2 separate regions of the Nothobranchius furzeri genome follow, and region 1 is linked to region 2. Evidence: chromatin contacts called from public Micro-C data. All regions are on one chromosome and are shown on one strand. The core of a region is the stretch at or near the end of the contact, and the rest is flanking DNA. Distances in the headings are between cores, read along the strand shown.

Region 1 (3,849 bases), core at 569-3,068, 200 kb after region 2:
GCCACCGTAGATACAGTATATTTCGTAACATATTTCCACAACATACATTTGAACGAAACACAGGAGTTTAAACAAATTACGCCACACGCCCCCAAGTGGCTGGTTCCAGTACATGTTTTAACCTCTTCATGTAAACAAATGGGACATTTTTCTGACTAAAATGTAGAAGTTCAGCTCGGATATTGATTGTTTAATGTTTTTGTCTGTTGCTTCTCACATGTTTAAATGATTTTGATGCTTTAAAACATTATAGTTGTGTTTGAGGTGAGTGGGCCTGGCTTTCAGTCGTTGGGCTCTACCTGTAAATGGAAAATGTAGGCTTTACTTTAAAAAATGTAAGAAAGTAGAGACACAGTTTTTAGATGAACCCAAACTTAACTTTTGTTTTTATTTATAATCTGAAGAAAAGCGTCTTTAAATTTCAGATGAGTTTATTTTTTATTACTGCATTGCGTTGCATTCACTGACCAAAGTTTTCAGACTTGATTTGTGTTTAGAATTGTTTTAAAGACAGAATCATGAACTTTGAAATCTTATTTAGCTTTTTCTGAAAGAAAATGTTTGGTTTTTAACAAAAATTTCATTGAAGATATTCTTGATAAATAAGTCCATCTTTATTTTGAAGGATTGCACAGTTTCCCCTACTACTTCATCTCTTCTCACATGGATCAGATTCAGTGTCACTGACCTGATAACACTGATTGTATTTAACTGGGAAATGTTTCTGCTATCAGATGGTTTATAGTTATTGCAATGATTTTTTTCCAGTCAAATTTTAGTTAGAATCCTAGAAAATCCTCAACAGGAAATGCAGAACCTGATTTGTTAGCATGAGTTTTGTGGAGATGAATAATTTTATAAATAACTTCGGGACGCAGCAGAAACGGAAAGATACAAGACGAGAGATGTGCAACAAAATAAATTCTGAAGGATTTCTGTTGTTTTATCTCTGGAGGATGATCTGGGCTGTTTCTGCTGCAGCTGTTTCACGTTGCTCGCCCGTAGTGAGCTGCAGCCGTTTAAGAAACCCTGATTCAGTCTCTAAGTCTCCGTTTCTTTTATGTTGTTCAAACCAAACCTTCTGTCCAGCACAAATCTGAGTTTTTATCGTTGTGCACCAAAAGGGCGGATGAGCTCAACACTGTTAAAAATCCAACTTGCAATTTGTTTGGAGAGTTTAAAGTTTTAAGTCAGTTGAACGTTTTAACTTGCAAAATGTTAAGTTAATACAGAAAAGCAAGCACCTAAAAAGTTGACTGAACTTAAAATTGTATTGCAACTGGTTGCTTTACTTTTTTAAGTTCACGGGACTTTTTTTTTTTTTACAGTGAAGCTACTGTGGGCATCTGACATTTGACCTCTGGGTCATGTGACTGACCATTTCTCACACCAACAGCAGATTTCTGATATCATTGTTTGACATCATTTTGATATTGTCTGATTCCTCAATAAAATTTTATAACGCCTCTTCCTATGTTATTGAAGTGACTGGGCTGTATGGATGCAAACCACGCACACACACACACACACACACACACACACACACACACACACACACACACACCTTCAGTAACACAGCTCGATAGCTTTATGGCTCGTAACAACTTAAATCTGGAATATTTTCAGCTCTTAATTAAATATTTGAAACAAAAGAAAATCTAATTTTGTGTTTTGTTCTCACTTTTTGTTAGGATAAAAGTCCCAGGGATGCTCGTGTTTTTGCACCAGGAAAAATTCCCCGTAGTTCAGTAACAGCACGTTTATTCTGAAAAAGATTAAAGGTGATGAAGTGAGCGGAATGCTTTCACACAGGACAGAGTACACTTAGTGCAGACCCCTCTCTTCTTCCAGTCCGGCGGTTCTCTTCGCCAGCGAACCGTTAATTCACGACTGACGGTCTCAGTTCACGTTTAAACGCTGCATATAGTAGCAGAGGTCACACGGTAAACGTTGATATTTCATCTTTACTGAAAGCGTCCAACTGCATCGCTGTTTTCAACAGGAGTCGCTTTTAACGTAAGTAGAGTGACCTTTCATCTTTCTCCCGACAGAAACTTTAAAATCTGTGTAACCGCTCATGTTTTGGTGATTAGCCTGAGAGGCAACATTATTGATTTGTCGTTCATTGTTTAGAATTAAAAAAAGACATTTGAGCCCATGGAGTCGAGAAGGATGTGAACGTGTTTTCATCGGGGTCTTTTCCATTGCCGTACCGAGGACTTTGTAGTTCGCTATCGTACGGAAATAACGGAAGTTTAAGCTAAGGAGCGGCGAGAAGGACTACAACTACCAGCACGGTGTTTGATAAATAGCCCGCTCTAGTATATCGCCTTTCAGAGTCAGGACTCCAAAGCGCTTTACACTACAGTGTATCATTCATTCATTTACACACGCACATTCACACTCTGGTGGTGATGAGCTATGATGTAGCCGCACAGCTGTCCTGGGGCGCGCTGACAGAGGCGGAAGCACACATCAGAAGGCAGACCCGTGAGACAGTTGAGTACCATTTGAAAAACCCGAATTGTCGGAATAGCACAACCAGAGTTTAACCTCTGAAAAGAATTGGCAGAACATTTATTTTTAAATTAAGATAAAATAAAGTTTGTTAACATATCTGAACGTTCTTGTGTGCATCTGCTAAATATACAAAGGGAAATTGGGGTAAAAAGTGGTCTCACTCAAGATTTTTCTATAATTTGTTTTTAAAAATAGTTATTAATATTATGATAAAATTCTGTAAATATTGAGCACTGTTCTATGAATTCCCTGTTTTTACCAATATACCGCGAGTAAAGAAGTGTAATGTGAATTTTAACGTTAGCGTAAAAAAAACAGACTTCTTTGTAGTATGTGAATGCAGCACCCTAAACCGCGCTTGAATTTGACGTCATCTTTAAAGGACTGGGACCATATGTTCTTGGATTTTGTTTAGGAGATGAAAGAATTCATCTGTGTGATCTATGAAAATGCAGTTAAACTCAAACATGAATTATGACGGTTCTATCGACGAAGAGCGGTGAGTTAGCACTAGCTAGCGTTAGCTAGCTAGTCGGAGTTCACTGAAAGTTTCCGTTTCTGCGCACATGTTGTCTCAGCTGTTGTTTACGTCTCAGCTTCCCAGCAGAAACACATTTATCTCACTAAAGATTTTTCTATAATTTGTTTTTGTTTTTAAAAATAGTTTATTAATATTATAGTAAAATTTGTAAATATTGAGTACTGTTCTATGAATTCCCTGTTTTACCAAAATACCGCGAGTAAAGAAGTGTAATGTGAATTTTAACGTTAGCGTTAAAAAAAGAGTTTTGTTTAGTAGATGAAAGCATTAATCTGTGTGACATATCTAAGTGCAGTTAAACTCAAACATGAATTATAACGGTTCTGTCGACGAAGAGCGGTGAGTTGGCACTAGCTAGCATTTGCTAGCTAGTCGGAGTTCACTGAAAGTTTCCGTTTCTGCTCAAACATTTTGTCTCAGCAGTCGTTTACGTCTCAACTTCCCAGCAGAAACACATTTATATCTGTTTTAATCTAAACTGTGTTTCAATGTGATGGTTTCAGTAAAAGTGTTACACAAATCAAAGGCTCTCTAAAATCTAGAGAAGAAAAATAAACTTTTAGTCTCTTCTTCTACGTTATCCATGAATAATTGTCTTCAGCCAAGAATAATTTGTCTTTAAAAAATTTTTTAAAACTAGTTTATTTTCGTATTTCTTTATGTGACTATATGTTTTGTTGTTTCTGGTTAAATGTTGAGACGTAATTTCCCTGACAGGGATAAACTGAGGTTTGTGTTGCTAAATAATTACTTTATAATCTGACATTTGTTGTAAACATCTATACCAT
Region 2 (3,902 bases), core at 1,163-3,662:
CTAGGTAGGCCTATCAGGAACTGCTCTGGAGTGGTTCTCCTCTTATCTTTCTGAGCGCTCCTTTTCTGTGGCCGTCTCCAAGTTTAGGTCCTCCACCACCTCCTTTACCCATGGTGTCCCACAAGGTTCTGTGCTGGGGCCTCTGCTCTTCCTCCTCTATCTGCTTCCTCTTGAGCACATCCTGAGCTCCTTCAAAGGAATCTCCTACCATCTTTATGCAGATGACATCCAACTGTACATCTCCTTTAAGCCCCATGAGATGTCTAAGCTGCAGCTGTTACACACCTGCTTAGACTCTATCAAAGCCTGGATGGACTCCTTTAAAAAGCAGCTGAAGACTCACTTGTTCAAGCTGGCTTTTGTATGACCTTCTTCACCACTCTATTCTGCTCTCCCCACCTATTCCAACTTCCTCAGGATCCACTGATTTCCCTCTTTCCTGTTCACGCTCTCTCTTTCTTAACATTTTTTTAAATCACAATTGCCTATTTTTGCTCATTTTAAATATATTTTTAAAAATTTTCTAAATGTTTTTTTATTTTTACATTTTTTGCTTTTGTGAAGCGCCTCGTGATTTTTATCTTGAGAGGTGCTATAGAAATGATACTTTCTTCTTCTTCTTCCATAGTAGGTGATCTGCAGAACGTTAGCTACATGGTAACCTGAAGCTAACAGAGTTTTTCCAGGCGTTTTTAGCAAGAAAAATGCGGTAGAGCGATGACGTAGGAGTTGTTTTACCGTGTTAGCATGTAGCTAATGTCCCGCTGATCTCTGCCCGTGGAGAATGAGCTGATCTAGAAGGCCAGGGCTCCCGGTCGCAGCGGTCTGGCCCTGCTTGTAATTTAACAGCCCCAGTCCATATTAGATCTCACATTTGGTATAGAGATGAGTCCACGGGCGGCAACACCCCCACTGCTCTCCCAATGGGGAGGGCCGACGATTCGTAAAAATGCCACGGCCAAATTTTGGTCCCAGTCCACCCCTGGATGGAGCTAACGTCAAAGTCAACGGTGCATAAAGGTGGCCATTGTGACCTGAAATGACCTTTTCGTCAACCTGAAGTAAACAATACCCAACAACAAGCAGAAGGCAAATGTGCATTGTCTGTTGTTAGTGACGTTTAGCACGCAAACGAGTTGAAAAACAAAGTCATGAATGTTGGGCCCAAAACCATCAGCAGCACCTGTAGGCTGATCGTGACCGCATGTTGGAGACGGTATCGACAAACTAAAACCCACATCTGTCTCTGGACTACTTCATCGTGGAGTCTGTGCTTGTTTGTGCTTCAACGATTGCTGAACCTAATCTGACAGATTATGTTTTCTTTAAGCTGAATGATCTCAGATTAATTTAACAGAACCATCTGACAGTTTGGTTTTTACCAACAATGGGAACAAAATAACCTATTTGGAGTTATTTATGATAATAAAATAGATGCAAACATGTTGTTTCCACTTTAGTTTCTTTTATTTTCATCATAAACCAAAAATATTCCCACAAACTCTTCTTTTATCAGCTTTAGTTGGATTAAAATGATCTCGTGTCCAAAACGTTTTAGAGGTTATTTTTGTTGCTTATAGTAGCAGTGCCCGTGCTGTTACCGGCTGTTACTCGTGATGAACACTAGATGGCGAAGCAAGACAACAAGTTTAATTATTTGCTACGTGTTTTCTTCACAATCTCAGACACAGATGTGCTCTCAGTGGGATCATTTATCAAAACAAAATGTGGAAAAGCTGCTTTTCTTTTTGTTTCTGCTGTAAAATGAAAACCTTTTTTTCTCCGTTGATCTCTTTTGTCTCAGATGTTTTCCCACCTCGTCTGTTGTTGGAGAATCGTTTCTCTAGATTTTGGTTCTCATTCTTATTCTGGCCCTGTGAGAATAAGATCCCACCTGTCCGATACACCTGCGGTGGCTCAGGTAAGCATCTTGATCCTGAAGGTAAAAGGAATTCTGAATGTTGGGAAAACCTGCTGATGTTCTTCCGTTAGAAAACAAACGAGCTGTCATAAAAGAACAACTAAATAAAAGATGAACACAGTCATCTGAACAGCAGAGACAGTGAAATCTTAATAAGTTGTTTTAAATATCAAACTCATTCCTGCAGGAAAACAGTTTATTCCCAGTTTTACTGGATATGGATGTAGGAATGACTTCCCTGATCCTGATCTGGATCACGACTGAAGGCATTTTCCTCTCTGAGGTGGACAGGTTTATCCTCACAGGTGAGGAGGAGCGTCATCATCATCCTCATCATCAGGAGTAGAGCCACTGCTCCTCCTCATCAAAAAGATTCAGCTGAGGTTTTCCGAGAACAGGCAGGGAATGTCATCCTCCAGCCCACTTCCAGAACCTTCTGGCTCGGGAATGCTTTAGGATTTGTCAGCTAGATAAAAGAGGAAGTGGGAATTATTTGACTTGTGTGATTTTTCAAAGGTGGTTCCATTTTTATATTCAGCAGAGGTTTCTCCAGTTAAAGTTGTGGTTTTATTTATGTTCAAATCCTGCAAGCGTGGGACCCTAAACTTAGACCACGTGCACCGGAAGTGACTCTCTCTCCTCCTGACCTGTCCCGGTCCGGACCCAGAACCCAGCAGGTGGAGCTGCACCATCCAAGAGTGTCCTGGACTACCTCAGCCAGCGACAACACTCTGCGCACGTGCGCTGCGCCGTCAGGCGTGTCTGAGGCGCGCGAGATCACCAAGTTCTGAGGCAGCGCGCGCTTGGAGGAACCTGGCAGCTCGCGCACCTTCTTTTATTTGGGTTTTTGTTTCCGGTAAAAAGGACAAATGGGTTTCTGACAGCAGCAGCAGCCGGGCTGCGGGCGCCGCCGGCTCCTCCGGACCGGAAAATGAAGCGTCTCTGTCGGAAGCTGGCGGTGGCCGTGGCGGTGCTGGTGTGGCTGGGAGCGCTGGTTTACCTGCTGGTGCTGAGTCGGAGGAAGTTACCGGAGCTCGGTACCGGAGCGGGAGGAGCAGCGGGAGGCGGAGAGGCTCTGTACAACCAGGTGGAGTAGAGATAAACGCTAAAGTTCGCTCATTAAGGCAAAATTAGGACTGCAAATGTTTCTTTTTGACTGTTTTCTCACATTATCTCCTTATATTTGAACTTCAGCTGTTTGCGTTTGGTCCAGAATCTAAATACTAATAAAAACAACAGTAAAATCACATTTAATGAACGTTTCTCCTGATTAAAATGTAAGAAATGAGCATAAAATGAACTTAGAACAGAACAATTTGATCCTTTTATCTTGTTTTGACAAAACAGTTAATCTGTAAATTAATTTGGACATTCAGCTTAAACAGTCTCATAAGGATTAAATGTTGAGACACATCCTTATAAAACTTGTTTCCTGTTTATTAAGAATATTTTTACCCTCTAATAGGTTACTTTATCTTCTTTAATTTGAGTTTCCTATCAAACCCAGAGCCTGATGATCAGGTGATCTTTTCATGCTAAACAATCACATCCCCTCCTGTTCTGGTTATATAAACTATTGATCCTACCTCTCCTCACCTGCAGCTGTGTAGGTGTTCTGGATGTGTCTGGATGTCAGGAGCTTCCTCAGATGCTGAGGAGTTGACTTCTGCTTAGGAGGAATGCTTCTTCTATCGTGAGACAGAAATAATCAGTTTGAGGAATTCTGGGAAGCTTTTATTTGGTTTATTCAAGACCGATGAAAGTTTCCTCTGTTAATTTAAAGTATGAAAATATATTTTCTGATTCCTCGTAGAACAAAACCCAGAAAATGTCCATTTCTTTGGCTTAGCTCCTTCAGAAACAGCTGTTTTTGTCCAGAAGCGGAGCAGAAAGCTGCATGTCGTCGTCGTCTTCCTCCGCTTATCCGGGTCCAGGTCACAGGGGCAGCATCCCAACTAGGGAGCTCCAGACCGTCCTCTCC

Evidence for each region. A called contact is a pair of places that touch in the nucleus more often than the background predicts.
Region 1: a Micro-C map of tail fin shows a contact between it and region 2, with 9 times the contacts expected there. The contact joins the promoter of angel2 here to the promoter of galnt14 in region 2. A contact is called at or near these places in 2 of 2 Hi-C or Micro-C datasets (skeletal muscle and tail fin).

What each region holds. Positions count from the first base shown.
Region 1 is chr2:14,899,412-14,903,260 of NfurGRZ-RIMD1, forward strand. angel2 (angel homolog 2 (Drosophila)) reads left to right here and starts at 1,819. Exons shown (of 9, transcript XM_015947786.3): 1 at 1,819-2,016. It overlaps galnt14 (UDP-N-acetyl-alpha-D-galactosamine:polypeptide N-acetylgalactosaminyltransferase 14 (GalNAc-T14)), which reads left to right. Exons shown (of 15, transcript XM_015947783.3): 15 at 1-1,466.
Region 2 is chr2:14,700,176-14,704,077 of NfurGRZ-RIMD1, forward strand. It overlaps galnt14 (UDP-N-acetyl-alpha-D-galactosamine:polypeptide N-acetylgalactosaminyltransferase 14 (GalNAc-T14)), which reads left to right and starts at 2,413. Exons shown (of 15, transcript XM_015947783.3): 1 at 2,413-3,008. The coding sequence starts at 2,853.